Regions from separate parts of the Mus musculus genome. Here region 1 is linked to region 2. A link is a contact called in public HiChIP or PLAC-seq data. All regions are on one chromosome and are shown on one strand. Each heading gives the region's core, a stretch centred on a gene start, on an enhancer-like site or on the middle of the called end of the contact. The rest is flanking DNA. Distances are from core to core; before and after follow the strand shown.

Region 1 (6,226 bases), core at 1,054-3,553, 120 kb before region 2:
CTCAAGGGCCAGGCTGGAGACCCATACCAGACAGGTAGATACACTGAGGGAGAGCGGAAGTCTGGACTTAAGATTTCTCTCCTTTCAGCTGGCTTTGATGAGGACCCAAAAGCCCGGAGGCCAGAGAGAAGAGAAGAGCAGCAGATGCTCACAGGACTCGTCGTCGTCAGAGGCCAGAGGATTTATAACAAAAGCTCCAGGACCATTTAATAACTGGGATTGCTGGCGCCTGTGAGGGCTTGAGGGATGAGCCTGCTGCCCTGTGCAGGTGGCTCAGGTAGAAGGCCATCCCTCTGTGCCTGGCAGCCTCCGCTAGGCCTGTAATCTGATGTCTCAAACACACTGTTCCTACTGTTTCTTTCTTCACTCAGCCACTGGGCCTGGGAGCCCCCAAAAGCAGGTCAGCAGAGCACTGCTGCCTGCCACACATCAGTGTGAGCTGAGAGACACTCACCTAGTTTGATGTGGACTTTGTCTGTGGAAAGAACCACAGAAGGGTACTGGTCAGCTGTGGGTGGAGGGGCGAGCCCAGTGTTGGCTGGGGAGGCGTCTCGAGGGTAGCAGGCAGCCTCAATGAGGTTCAGCTGGCCGGTACGCTTCACTTTGTGGCCAAGCCCATAGACGAGCACGCGTGCCCACGGAGCCTTGTACAAAGAGGAGCTGAGAGGAAGTGGGGGTTAAGACAGACTTGACCAGGCCATGCACTGGGCATAAGTCATCGGCACCACCTTTAGAAGGCTGTTCTCTCTAGCCTAATTCCCCACACAAGCAGATACAGGAAGGAAGTTAGCTATAATGGTAGTGTGCAACTGAGGGCAAAGCCAGCTGGAGACCCGTTCCTGAGCAGTGCTGCTGGAACGCACCCACTCAGCCTTTCTCTCCCCAGCACCATCTTCTGCAGAAAGGATAACTTACTCTTTGCGGAATCCAGACTGACTTTCTTTGCAAGACACAACAACAAAAGCTGCTCCAGGGAAATTCACATCCATACTGACTTTGGACTCAGACACTGGGAATTCCTCGGAGGGGAACTGCTCTGGTGCTGTCTGAAAGGACACACACAATGAGCAAGTGTGGCCCCTGACCGACCGACACAGGGCACACTTCATCATCTGGCCTTATCCAGGACACAAGCTGTAACCCATGCAAGACGCTGGCAGGTTCTGGGGAGAAGGCTGCCTGGAGAGGAAAAGCTCCAGCAGAAGCTGCCCAGGGGTGGAGCGTGACAGAGCACTGCTTATTCAGTGGTGTCCAGAGCTGGGGCCGTGAGCTCAGGCCTGTACCTGCAGGAAGGCGCAGATCTGCTTTGTCAGCTCCAGGAGGCTGTCCTCGCCTTGGTGCAGGGTGCGGGTGATGGCCACGCTGAGCCACTCCCTCAGTGTCTGCGAGCTGCCCTGGTAGAAGAGGTCGGTGGCAGAGCAGCTCTGGGAGTGGATGCAGTGCTGCAGAGACTGTGCCAGGAGGATGGAGCTGGAGCTGATGGTGCCATCTGTGGACAGGAAAGGGAAGGGACAATAGTACAACCGCAGCAGCCAGTCACTGAGGGAGGGATCCCCAAGAAAGAAATGGGAGACAGAGCGGCCTGGGCCATCAGGGTACCGGGAGGGAGTCGCAGGCACTGGCCTTGAAACCTGTGCTTTCTTTCTAGCAGTAACACAGTGCTTCAAATATGTATGCACAACATGTTCATGTATGCACGTGTGTGCATGGCTGTGGAAGCCAGAGGCTGGTGTTGGGTATCTTCTTTAGTAGCTCTTCATCGTAATTTTTTTGAGACAGGGTCCCTCACTGGACTGGACTAACATGGCTAGTCAGTGAGCCGCAGGCGCCCACTTATCTCGGTCTCCCTCACACTGACGTGACAGACGCACACCACGGTGCCCAGCTTCTTATGTGGGAGCTGGTGACTAGAACTTAGGGTTCTACCCTTGTAGCCATCTTCCCTGCTAAGTTTCTTAGAGACCGATGTGGGACGGACTATCCAGCTGCTCTGGGACAGCCTGGGCTCTACTAAGGTATGCTGAGGATGCATTCTGTGTGATAATGCTCAACCTTGGCGCTCTTATCCTTGAGCAGTGTCTTACCTGGGAGGGGAGGAGCAAGGAGCTGATTGGACAGGAGCTGCAGGTGCTCTAACGTGATGTCTCGGATGGCAGGGATGTGGAAGAGCCGAGTGAATAGATGAGGTAGCTTGGGGGCAAAGATGTTAAGCAGGGCCATGCGACAGTACAGTCGGGCCAGTGCAGCCTCACATCGCAGCAGCTCTCTGAGAGAAAGGAAAAAGGCGACATCCTGAGTGTGTCTGGCCCTCACACCTGAGCAGAGCTCTTGGGGCGGGTGGGATCAACAACAGGGAGGATGATGTCACTACATCGCAGGCTTCTCTTCTGGCCCTATAATCTGTGTTTCAAGTAACTCAATTGAGTTTTAAATAAAAGCCACAATAGTTTTCTCTAGGTTATTTTTTTCCACCCCAATTTAAAAAACACCCTAGAAAAAGAAATGAAAATATCCATCTGCACAAAAGTTTAGCATAAATTCCTAGCAACAGTGTTTATAAGAGCCATATAGAGCGACAGCTCCACACGACTGACTGATAAAGCAAGGTAACAGCGTGAGAGAAGCACACAGATCCCCGACGCAGAAGTGAGGCCAGTGCGCAGAGAACAGGAAGAGCCAAGGAGGGAAGCAGCCTCAGAGGCTCACAGGGTGCTGAGAGTGAGGCACAGACAGGTCTTAAGCCTGTAATTTGAGAGGCCACAGGAAGCTCTGACTAGAGGAGCAAGCTTTGACTCAGCCCTGACCCCACCCTTTCAAAGTGCTCGAGAGCATCTGCTGCCTCCGCAGTGGTGGTTCTCCACCTTCCTGATGCTGCTCCTTTAATGCAGCTCCTCACGCTGAGGTGATCCCAACCAATAAATCATTTTGTTGCTACTTCATAACCGTAATGCTGCTCCTGTTATGACTTGTAATGTAAATATCTCATACGCAGGATATCTGATACGCAGCCCCTGTTAAAGTCATTCAACCCACAAAGGGGTCATGACCCCAAAATTGAGAACCTCTGGTCTAGAAGGATGTGGAGGGCTGAGAGGTCACAGTTCACAGCCGAGGAAGAGATGGCTCATGTGGAGCCTGCAGACTGAGAGGACCAGAGAAGGAAGGTTTTGGATGAGATCTATCTTACACCTCAGGCCACATTTGGGTTATCTGAACCCTTCCTCAGCCTCACACAGCCTTGGTCCAGCAGGGGAGCTCAGAGCTCTACCTCATGCTGTCTCCAAGGTACTGGCTCTGATTTGGTGTGCACACACACCCGCACTGTCACTTGACCCTGTGGATGTGCCAGTACTGTGCATGCTGGTCTTCCTTCCTGTCCTGTGGTCTGCTTAAGTGTTTTCCACTGTGGCCTGGTTTTTGTTTTCTGTTTTTTGTTGTTGATTTCTGTTTTTTTGTTTTGTTTTGTTTTTGAGATAGGTTATCAGTATGGTTGTCCTGGAATTCCCTCTGTAGACTAGACTAGCCTGGAACTCACAGAGATTTGCCTGCCTCTTCCTCCTGAGTGCTGGGATTAAGTGCTTCACTACACCTGGCCGAGGCCTGTTTGGATCTGATGACCCAGCTTCAGACAACTCCACAGAATAATGTACTATTCCAGTGGAACTGCCAGACAGAGCCAAGCTGGGCATGGTGGCTTGCTGTGGTAATCTTAGCACTTGGGGACAGTGACAGTGACAAGAGGCTTGGCTATGAGGGTTTGAAGCCAGCCAGGATTATATACTCTTAGGAGAGGGGAGGGGGAGCTAGAGACATACTAGGCTCAGTTCCACACTGATGCTCTGGAGAGAAATTAGTGTGCTGTCCTTGACTGCATTTTAGTTAGGGTTCGATGTGTCAAATTCGAGTGACCCTTGAGCTATAGGCACACTCGGGTGTGGAGAGGAGGAACTGTGACGCTAAGGGACAGGGAGCGTGAAAGTGATCTGCAGAGACCTTTAGCAGAGAATGCACTTGTTTCTCTGCCTTCTTCTCAACTACAGCAGGGATTTCCAGGAGGGAAGGAACGAGTCATGCAGGAATTTTTATGTATGATTCACTTTTAATAAACACAACCCTTGGTTGGCCTCCAACTCACAAAGATTCTCCTGCCTCTGTCTGTTGAGTCTTAGGGGCATTATTTAGTAGTGTGTGGCAGGGAATGGTGACTGTCATCACTAAGTTTTTATCTGTAGAGGGCAGGCATGTCTCCACTGCAGCCCTGTCCCATCCAGAATCGTGTATGGTACCATATACACAGCCAGTGTTGAGGCTACACTTGGTCACCAAGAAAGAGACAGCTGGTTGTTTTCCCCCATGGCTGAACTGGATGTGTCATCTGGTCCCTCCTGACTTCTTTCTTCTTCCTGGCTTTCTCTCTCTAGTGGGCTCCGTCCCAAGTATACAACAGAGTGCATGGGACACAAGCCATGTCTCTCCTGCCAACTCTTAGCTTTGAAGGAAAAGTCTTCTAGTTGTGCATCTATTCCCTCAAAGAAAGAAAGGCTCCATCTTACCTGTGAATTTGAAGGTTGGTATTGTCCAGTGTGACCAGGCCATTGGTGGCAGTCCTCCGGTAGCCTGCAGGGGGCCTTTCTAGCATATCAATGGGGTACCAGTACCGCACCAACACCCCTTCACTCCGCAGGTATGTCTCCACCTGCACCAATTCATTCACCTGCAGGAAGAAGTGTGCATTCAACCTGCTGTCCTGAGACCTGATTTCGTTTTTCAAGCTCATGCAAAGATATATAGATATTAAATCTCCAGATATTATGTTATACTTTGTATCTAGTTGCTATTTTATAAACAAAATTAATGAGCCCAAAGAGAATTTACAGTACACATATTTATTTAATCTCCCTACCACCAAAGTATTGTTTGTAAGCCATGGTCTCATTGTGTACCCCTTGCAGGCCTGGAACTCAAGATTCTCCCTCTTTCCCCCTCTATGTGTATGTGTGTGTATGCACACTGAGAGCAGATAACCTTGGAGGTCAGAAGAGGCTGTTGGGGCCCTTGGAGCTGCGATTGCAGTAGGTGTTGAGCTGCCAAACATCGATGCTGGTAAGCAAACTCAGGTCCTCTGCTTGAGCAGTGCAGGCCCTTAACTGCTGAGTCATCTCTGAAGGTTCAATTTGTTGGGGTTGTGTGTGTGTGTGTGTGTGTGTATGTGTGTGTGTGTGTGTGTTAAGATCAAACCCAGGGCCATGGACACGTGGTATCTACTCTACTATTGAGCCTCACGCACAATTCCTTTGGGTCTTGCTGCATAGCTTAGGCTGGTCTGGAACACTCAATTCCCCTCCCTCTGCCTCCTGACTACTGAGATTATTGGTGTACACTACTACAACTTCTTTTGTGTTTTGGTGTGTGCATATGTGTGGTGTGTGAGGGAGCATATGCTCATGTGTACATACGTGTGTAGAGGCTGGTGTTTTTAAGGTAGTTGCTTTCTACCTCACTTTTTTGAGACAACCCCTTAACTGAACTCCGAGCTCCCCCTTTGGCTGCTGTGGCTGGCTGGCTGGCAAGCCCTGGGAATTGCCCTGTCTCAGACCCTCCTCCCAGCCCTGGGTCATGGATACACTGCTGGCTCTCAACTCAGGTCCCAGTGCTGGAGCTGCAAAGACTTTACTGACTGAGATAATTTCCCACAAATGTCTCTTTCTTTTAAAGATGATTTTTTTGTTTATTTGTTTGAGTGTTGACTTGCATCTGTGTGTGTATACTACATGTGTGTTGATGCCCACAGAGGCAGAAGGTGGTGACAGGTTCCCTGGAACTGGAGTTACTGCAGTTTTGGGCAGGTCCTCTATAGGAGTAGCAAGTACTCCTACCTGTTAAGTATTCTTACCCAATACATTCTTAATTATAAATTAACACAGAATAGAAAATGTAAAAAACTATCTTAAAAAGAAGTTTTAGCTGGGTGGTGGTGGCACATGCATACCTTTAATCCCAGCAATTTGGGAGGCAGAGGCAGGAGGATTTCTGAGTTCGAGGCCATGCTGGTCTACAGAGTGAGTTCTAGGACAGCCAGGGCTACACAGAGAAAGCCTGTCTCGGGAAGACAAAAAAAAAAGTCTTCAGAAGGGCTTGCGAGATGGCTCAGTGGATAAGGGCACTGACTGCTCTTCTAGAGGTCAGGAGTTCAATTCCCAGCAACCACATAGTGGCTCACAACCAT
Region 2 (6,527 bases), core at 1,866-4,365:
CCTTTAAAAACCTAACTATAATTTACTGGAAACAAATTGACTATTTCAGGTCAATTTTCATCTCTTTAGATTCTTTGTTCTGACATATAACCTTGCAGAGCACTAAGAAGAAAAGGAACACTGGAACCCAGAGGCAGGAGAACCAGGCCAGCTTACTCACCATAGCTTGACTGGTACACCCACCACAGCAGAACTCCTCCCCGATCCCTTTCTAAAATGAGGAAAACACTTCTATCTTCAAGGTGCATTATCTCCAATATACCTTCTGTGCTTTCAAATTCTGTGACTCCACAATCTTTTGCACTGTGGTTGTCCCTCATAAATTATTCACCTGAGCTCTAGTCTTATTCCTCATAATTTAAAATCATTAATGGAAGAATTCTATAATTATAGACCCTATGAGAATAGCTGCTATTCCTTCAGAGTCTACTGGAGAGATCTGGGAGACAGTCTCTCATAGGAGGGCTAACATCCCAAAAGATACCTTTTAAAATACTGACACATCTCTAATCTTTCTGAATAATGAAAAAGAAACAGTTGCCAGAGGAACCAGAGTGGAGTTAGGAAAAATGGTTCTGTGGAAGAGGTGCTTGCTGTGCAGCATGAGAGGCTGAGTTAAGGGCTAGACAGATAGATGGGCAGTTAAAGGGATCCAATTTAGATTCCCAGCATCCCTGTAAATTAATCCTAAGTATTAAAAAACTATTTAAGGATGAGTGTGGTGTGCACACCTTTACTCCCAACACCTGGGAGTCAGAGACAAGCAGATTTCTATGAATTCCAGGCCAGCCTGGATTTCATAGCATCCGGGCCAGGGTTATTCAGTGAGACCCTGTCTCAAAAAATTAAAGATCTTGAGCAAACTGCACATTTGCTCTGCTCGGCTCTTGCTACATCTGCACAATGGATACAACTGTTGCAACAAGTAACAAGATTTACCTTCTAGAGTTCTTTGAGACTTTAACAAGATAGCATCTGACAGAATGGATACAGTTAAGAATTATTATTAACTAGGTAAGTGTGTGACTAGCAGACTACTTACTTCTCTAGATACTGTAGTCTGTAACTGGAAAAGACTAAAAACAAAACAGCTCTATTCCTGCTGGTCCCAGTGTGTATCACTCACGACCGTTCCTTTTTGAGAAGACTTAATCTACTCGGCCATAGTCTTTCCTTAGCTGTATGTGTCACTCAGGACAGAGACAGTAAACATTTTAGTAATGTTAACTGAATAACTTGGTTTTTAAAAATACCCTCTTCTAATCCGAATACATCAAACGGTCTGGGTTCAAGAAATTTAGGTTAGTCTCTAAGGAACAAAGAGCACCATCCACTTTCCACTTTCCACAGCAGCGCCCATTAAATAAAGAGTCTACCATCATACCATCAGAGCCCTGCAGTTTTCAGGTGGTTAACTCAGACACACCTTGCTTTTTATAGAATAGGCTCAAATAAAACATAAATGTATTATGATTCCACGTTAGGGATTCTCTATCGACTCCCATATTATCGTGGCTAGACTGTAAAATATGCCAATTAAGAGTTCACAGTCGGAAATTCTGAAGCAACCTCAAAGCCAGACACAAACAACAGCGGACCGCATTCGCATCTCGAGCATGTCCCAAAGTCTCGCTGAACGCGATCAGATCCATGCTGCTTCCAGAAACGCACAGCAATGGGATTTTACCCCATGCCTATAAATGCCGGTGGTACTGAATACCAGAGTATATGGAAAACCGCAAAACAAAAGATTCCCAGTGTAGGAGGCCCTCCCGTCTGCGGTGTACCCCAGGGACCCCCCCTCCCTGCGACAATACGAATTTCACCACACTCCACGGGGAAGCGGGGGTCAACAGCCACCTGGCCTGGATGAAAACACCACAGTCCAACATTCCCACTTCTAGGCAAATGCGAAAACTGAGCGCAGTCGGTGGAAAGTTCCCATCCACCATATTCACATTTGGTTTCCTTGGGGTGGATGGGTTTTGCGGGGTGGTGGGGGGGGGGGACGACACCACAACTGCTGAGACTGGCTGCTGCACCTGCCACCGCTCCTAGACTGGGGGGGGGGGGAGGGGGAAAGAGAGAGAGAGACCCCCGAGGCGCGCGCACGCGTACACACACACACACACACACACACACATATACTCGCTCACGCCCGCCCTTGAACCTTCCCAGGCCGCGGTGTAGCATCCCCTTTCTCGCTGTCCAAACCCCCACCCCACCCCACCCCACCCCACCCCACCCCCGGCTGGCCTGACAAAGGCGCGGGTGTCAAGTCAATCCGAGGCACTGCACAGACAGGTTGCAGAATTGCTTATGGTGGAGGAAGGAAGCCCTGGCAGCTGTCACTCCGGGCTCCCTCCAACACACAGGCAGGCGCGCGCGCGTGCACACACACACACACACACACACACACACACACGCATACAAAATCAACACCGAGCTGGGACTGTGATAAAAGAAGCAGAGTCCGTGCGAGCGTTCAAAATACAAAAGGTCTCCGGAGCACAGGCACCTGGGCGCGCCCTCCAAGAGGCTCCCGGTTGCGTGGTGGGGGGAAGGGGAGCAGCCGGGCGGCGGCTGCCGTAGCTCCGGGTCTCCGGGCCGCGCGGCCCGAAGATGCTCTCCGGGATCCCACACACCTGCGGCGGCCTCCCGGGGAACCTCACTCACCTCCAGGTCGGTGTCGGCGGCCTCCGGGGCGCCGAGGATCTCGCTGGGCAGCTCGGCCAGGTCGGTGACCCGGATGAGTCCGTCGTGCAGAAAGATGGTCTCCTCCTTCACCGAGAGCCACTGCGCCGAGTCCGCCGCCGCCGCCGCCGCCGCTGCAGCTGCCGCCGCCGCGGCCGACGAGCCCATGGCTAAGAGAAGGCGCTGCAGAGCCGCCGCCGCCGCCTCAGCAACCCATGGCCGACCGCCGCGCCCGCCGCGCCTGCTGCGCCCGCCTCGCCCGCGCGGCTCCGCCCTAGGCGTTCCGCGCCGCCATCCCCCTCCGCACGCCAACCCCGGCCCGGGAGACCCCCGGCCCCGCCGCCGCCGCCGCCGCCGCCGCCCTGACGAGCAGGATCCGCCTCTGCCGCTCCGCAGCCAACTGTCAGTAAGACGCCATCTTGGGGGCGGGGTTCCCGGCATGCCCCGCGGGGTGGACAATACAGGCTCCTCCCTCCTGTCCGTCTAGCCCCGCCCACAGCCCGGCGAGGCTTTATAACCCAGCTGCAAGGCGCTCAGAGGCATGGCCTCTTGGGCACCCCTGCTTCCCATGCTATCTGAGGAAGTCTAAGGCTCCGGGAGAAGACCACCCTGGTCCCCTTTCCTCCTTACTCCGGTGTGCACCGGTTGCTCAGGCCAGAGCTCATTCTGGAAGGATTATGGAGGGTCAACACTGTTATCTTTTAAATGAGATAGGTTCAGATGTCTTCTCTAAGATCTTGAATAGTTCAGTCTTAGAGGGTTAGCCTAGAATGCCTGAGGTCCTATGTTCCATTTACAGCACTATAAGTAAACAAACCTGGTGGGGGTTGCCAGTTGTTCCAGTACTTGGAAGACAGAAGTGGGAGTACCATTGCAAGTTGCAGGTAGCCTGGTCTACATATCAAGTTTCAGGCCAACCTGGGCTACATAAGATGCTCCAGGCCACCCAGGCCTATGTAGGCTCCGTATCTGAAAAAATACATAAAATTTATAAAATACTAAAGGCTGGTATATAATAGGCTTGGTCATGAGAACTTGGTAAAACTCACAGCAGATGGTTAATATTTACTGGGGAAAAAAAGAGTACAAAGAAGCAACTGACATCTGATGAAAATAAAGTATCTATCAACAATTGCTGTTAGGCTGGAGAAATGATTGACAGGTTGACACTGGTTGCTCTTCCAGAGGGCTGGGGTTCAATTCCCAGCACTCAGAGGGCAGCTCACACCTTTTATAACTTCAGTCCCAAGGGACCTGAGTTTCAGTCCCAAGGGACCTCACATCCTCTTCAGGTCTCCGTCTCCATCATTACACAGATGTGGCACACAGACATACATAAAGGAAACAGTCAAACACATAAAAAAAATTAAAAATTAAAAATTAAAAGTAAACAAAAGCAATGCTTTCCTCCTGGCTCCTGTTTTTTTTGTTTTGTTTTGTTTTGTTTTGTTTTTTCTTTTTTTTTTCCATTTTTTATTAGGTATTTAGCTCATTTACATTTCCAATGCTATACCAATTGTTTTGTTTTTTCAAGACAGGGTTTCTCTGTGTAGTTCTGGCTGTCCTGGAACTCGCTGTGTCTGGAGGTGGAGCTTGAGGTGGTGTTGGGGTCAGCAGTGCTCTGACCTCATCTAGGGATGGACTGAGTGATTCATTCCAAACTTATTTGGCTACTGAGAGGTAATGGCTAACATGGTTGGGTCCTAGTGGGAGATATGGAAGCAGAAGGCTCCTGTCTACTCCCCAGTCCGTTCTCCAACCCCAATCTGGGCTAGCCAGCACAAGGTGAGTGTTTTCCTCCTCCACACCCTCCTATCACCATGGTGTCCTGACCCAGCAGAGGGCTAAAAGCAATAGAGCCAGCCAAGCAGGCTGAACCCTCTCTAATCTGTAAGTCCATCCTCTCAGGAGCTTTGTCACAGCTTAGACACAGCCCCAGCATTAGCTGGCAAGGCGAGGTTCAAGTCTCATTGTCTCCTCAGTGTCACAAAGCCAGGAAACACCAAATCTTAGATTTGAACCCAGGCCTGAGTGATTCCTCTATACCCCTGGCCCCCTTATTTGGGCTGTAGGGGAACCCCTTCATTCCTTTTACTCACACCCGCTAAACAAGCAAACTGTTCAGGTGTCAAACTCTCAACGCCCAGCTTTGGTGGCTCAAAGATTTTGTGTTCATAGTTTAAGATCAGAAATCAAGAGGTCCATAAACTCTCGTCCCCCTCCCCAATCAGTGAAAACAGTCCACGCCCAGGCCTTAATGTCTTTAGACTGAATAATGAATGATTATTTAATAATTGAACAATGGTAATTAATTTGCAGCATACCTTGATGAGGCAGCTGAAGAATTAATATTTATAGAACCCCCTCTGGAAATAAGTCTATTTGGTGGGAATTTTTAAAATGGATTTTATTCCTGTAGTTTGGAGCAAGATAAAAAAAAAATCTCTGATCGAGGGCTGAAGAGATGGCTCAGCAGTTAAGAGCACTGACTGCTCTTCTGAAGGTCCTAAGTTCAAATCCCAGCAACCACATGGTGGCTCACAACCATCTATAATGAGATCTGATGCCCTCTTCTGGTGTGTCTGAAGACAGCTACAGTGTACTTACATATAATAATTAATAAATCTTTTTTTAAAAAATTCTCAGCCGGGCGTGGTGGCGCACGCCTTTAATCCCAGCACTCGGGAGGCAGAGGCAGGCAGATTTCTGAGTTCGAGGCCAGCCTGGTCTACAAAGTGAGTTCCAGGACAGCCAAGGCTACACAGAGAAACCCTGTCTCGAAAAACCAAAAAAAAAAAAATAAAATAATAAAATAAAATAATTCTCTGCTCAAGTCGGGCGGTGGTGGCACACACCTTTAATCTCAACACTTGGGAGGCAGAGGCAGACTGATTTCTGAGTTCGAGGACAGCCAGGACTACACAGAGAAACCCTGTCTTTAACCCCCCCCCCCCCAAAAAATTATCTAAGTGGAGTAGTGATGCCTTTAATCCCAACATGGGGTCAGAAGTAGGTGGATCCGAGTCTATAGAGTGAGTTCCAGATAACCAGGGCTACACAGAGACCCCAGTCTCCTGTGAATTCTAGGCTAGCCTGGTCTACAGAGTAAGTTCCAGGACAGCCCCGGCTACACAGAAATTCTGTCTGGAGAAAACAAAACAAATTTATTGATCTTATTTTACAGGAGTGGGTGTGTTTTCCTCAGGCATATCTATGCATCAGAGAACTCTAAGAAAGCCCTCTACCAATTGAGCTACATCCCCAATGGATGACTTAGGACTTCTTTTTTTTTTTTTTAAGATTTATTTGTTTGTTTGTTTGTTATATGTAAGTACACTGTAGCTGTCCTCAGACACTCCAGAAGAGGGAATCAGATCTCGTTACAGATGGTTGTGAGCCACTATGTGGTTGCTGGGACTTGAACTCCTGGCCTTCAGAAGAGCAGTCGGGTGCTCTTACCCACTGAGCCATCTCACCAGCCCCTTCTTTTTTTTTTTTTTTTTTTAATTGTGCCCTTCCTCCTTCTTTCTAATTTTTTATTCATTTTATTATAACGTGTGCACCACATGTGTGCCTGGTGGCCTCAGAGTGAAGAAGGCATTGGATTCCCTAGAACTGAAGCAACAGGCTCTGAGACTGAACGCCAGCCCTCTGTGAGAACAAAGGCTCTCAACTGCTGAGCCATCACTCCCGCTCTCTTGTGCTTTCTTTCTCTCTCTCTCTCTCTCTTTTTGTTTTGTTTTTTTTGTTGTTGTTGTTGTTTTGTTGTGTTTTCCAAGACAGGGTTTCTCTGTGTAGCCCTGACTGTCCTGGACCAAGCTGGCCTCGAACTC

The links. HiChIP or PLAC-seq counts read pairs in DNA pulled down with a chosen protein or histone mark.
Region 1: an H3K4me3 HiChIP or PLAC-seq map of bone marrow-derived macrophages shows a contact between it and region 2, with 2.8 times the contacts expected there. The contact joins the enhancer-like site here to the promoter of Hectd4 in region 2. A contact is called at or near these places in 2 of 39 promoter capture datasets (embryonic stem cells and neural stem cells), 9 of 484 Hi-C or Micro-C datasets (adipose-derived mesenchymal stem cells, bone marrow-derived dendritic cells, bone marrow-derived macrophages and 3 more), 19 of 115 datasets of contacts at active chromatin or transcription factors (the 230-238 cell line, acute myeloid leukemia, bone marrow-derived dendritic cells and 11 more) and 2 of 9 other capture datasets (adipose tissue and embryonic stem cells).

Annotation. Positions count from the first base shown.
Region 1 is chr5:121,337,913-121,344,138 of GRCm38.p6, reverse strand. It overlaps Hectd4 (HECT domain E3 ubiquitin protein ligase 4), which reads right to left. Exons shown (of 76, transcript NM_181421.4): 55 at 4,554-4,714; 56 at 2,085-2,266; 57 at 1,284-1,489; 58 at 916-1,046; 59 at 455-660. Among named protein-coding and RNA genes, the nearest start is that of Gm24671, 16 kb to the left of the region's middle. Within about 2 kb of position 2,303, at least 105 of the 459 cell types and tissues checked have an H3K27ac peak or open chromatin away from gene starts, as enhancers often do. A contact at or near this core is called in acute myeloid leukemia, bone marrow-derived macrophages, double positive thymocytes and 2 more, where this site is marked.
Region 2 is chr5:121,216,807-121,223,333 of GRCm38.p6, reverse strand. Hectd4 (HECT domain E3 ubiquitin protein ligase 4) reads right to left here and starts at 3,115. Exons shown (of 76, transcript NM_181421.4): 1 at 2,677-3,115. The coding sequence starts at 2,862.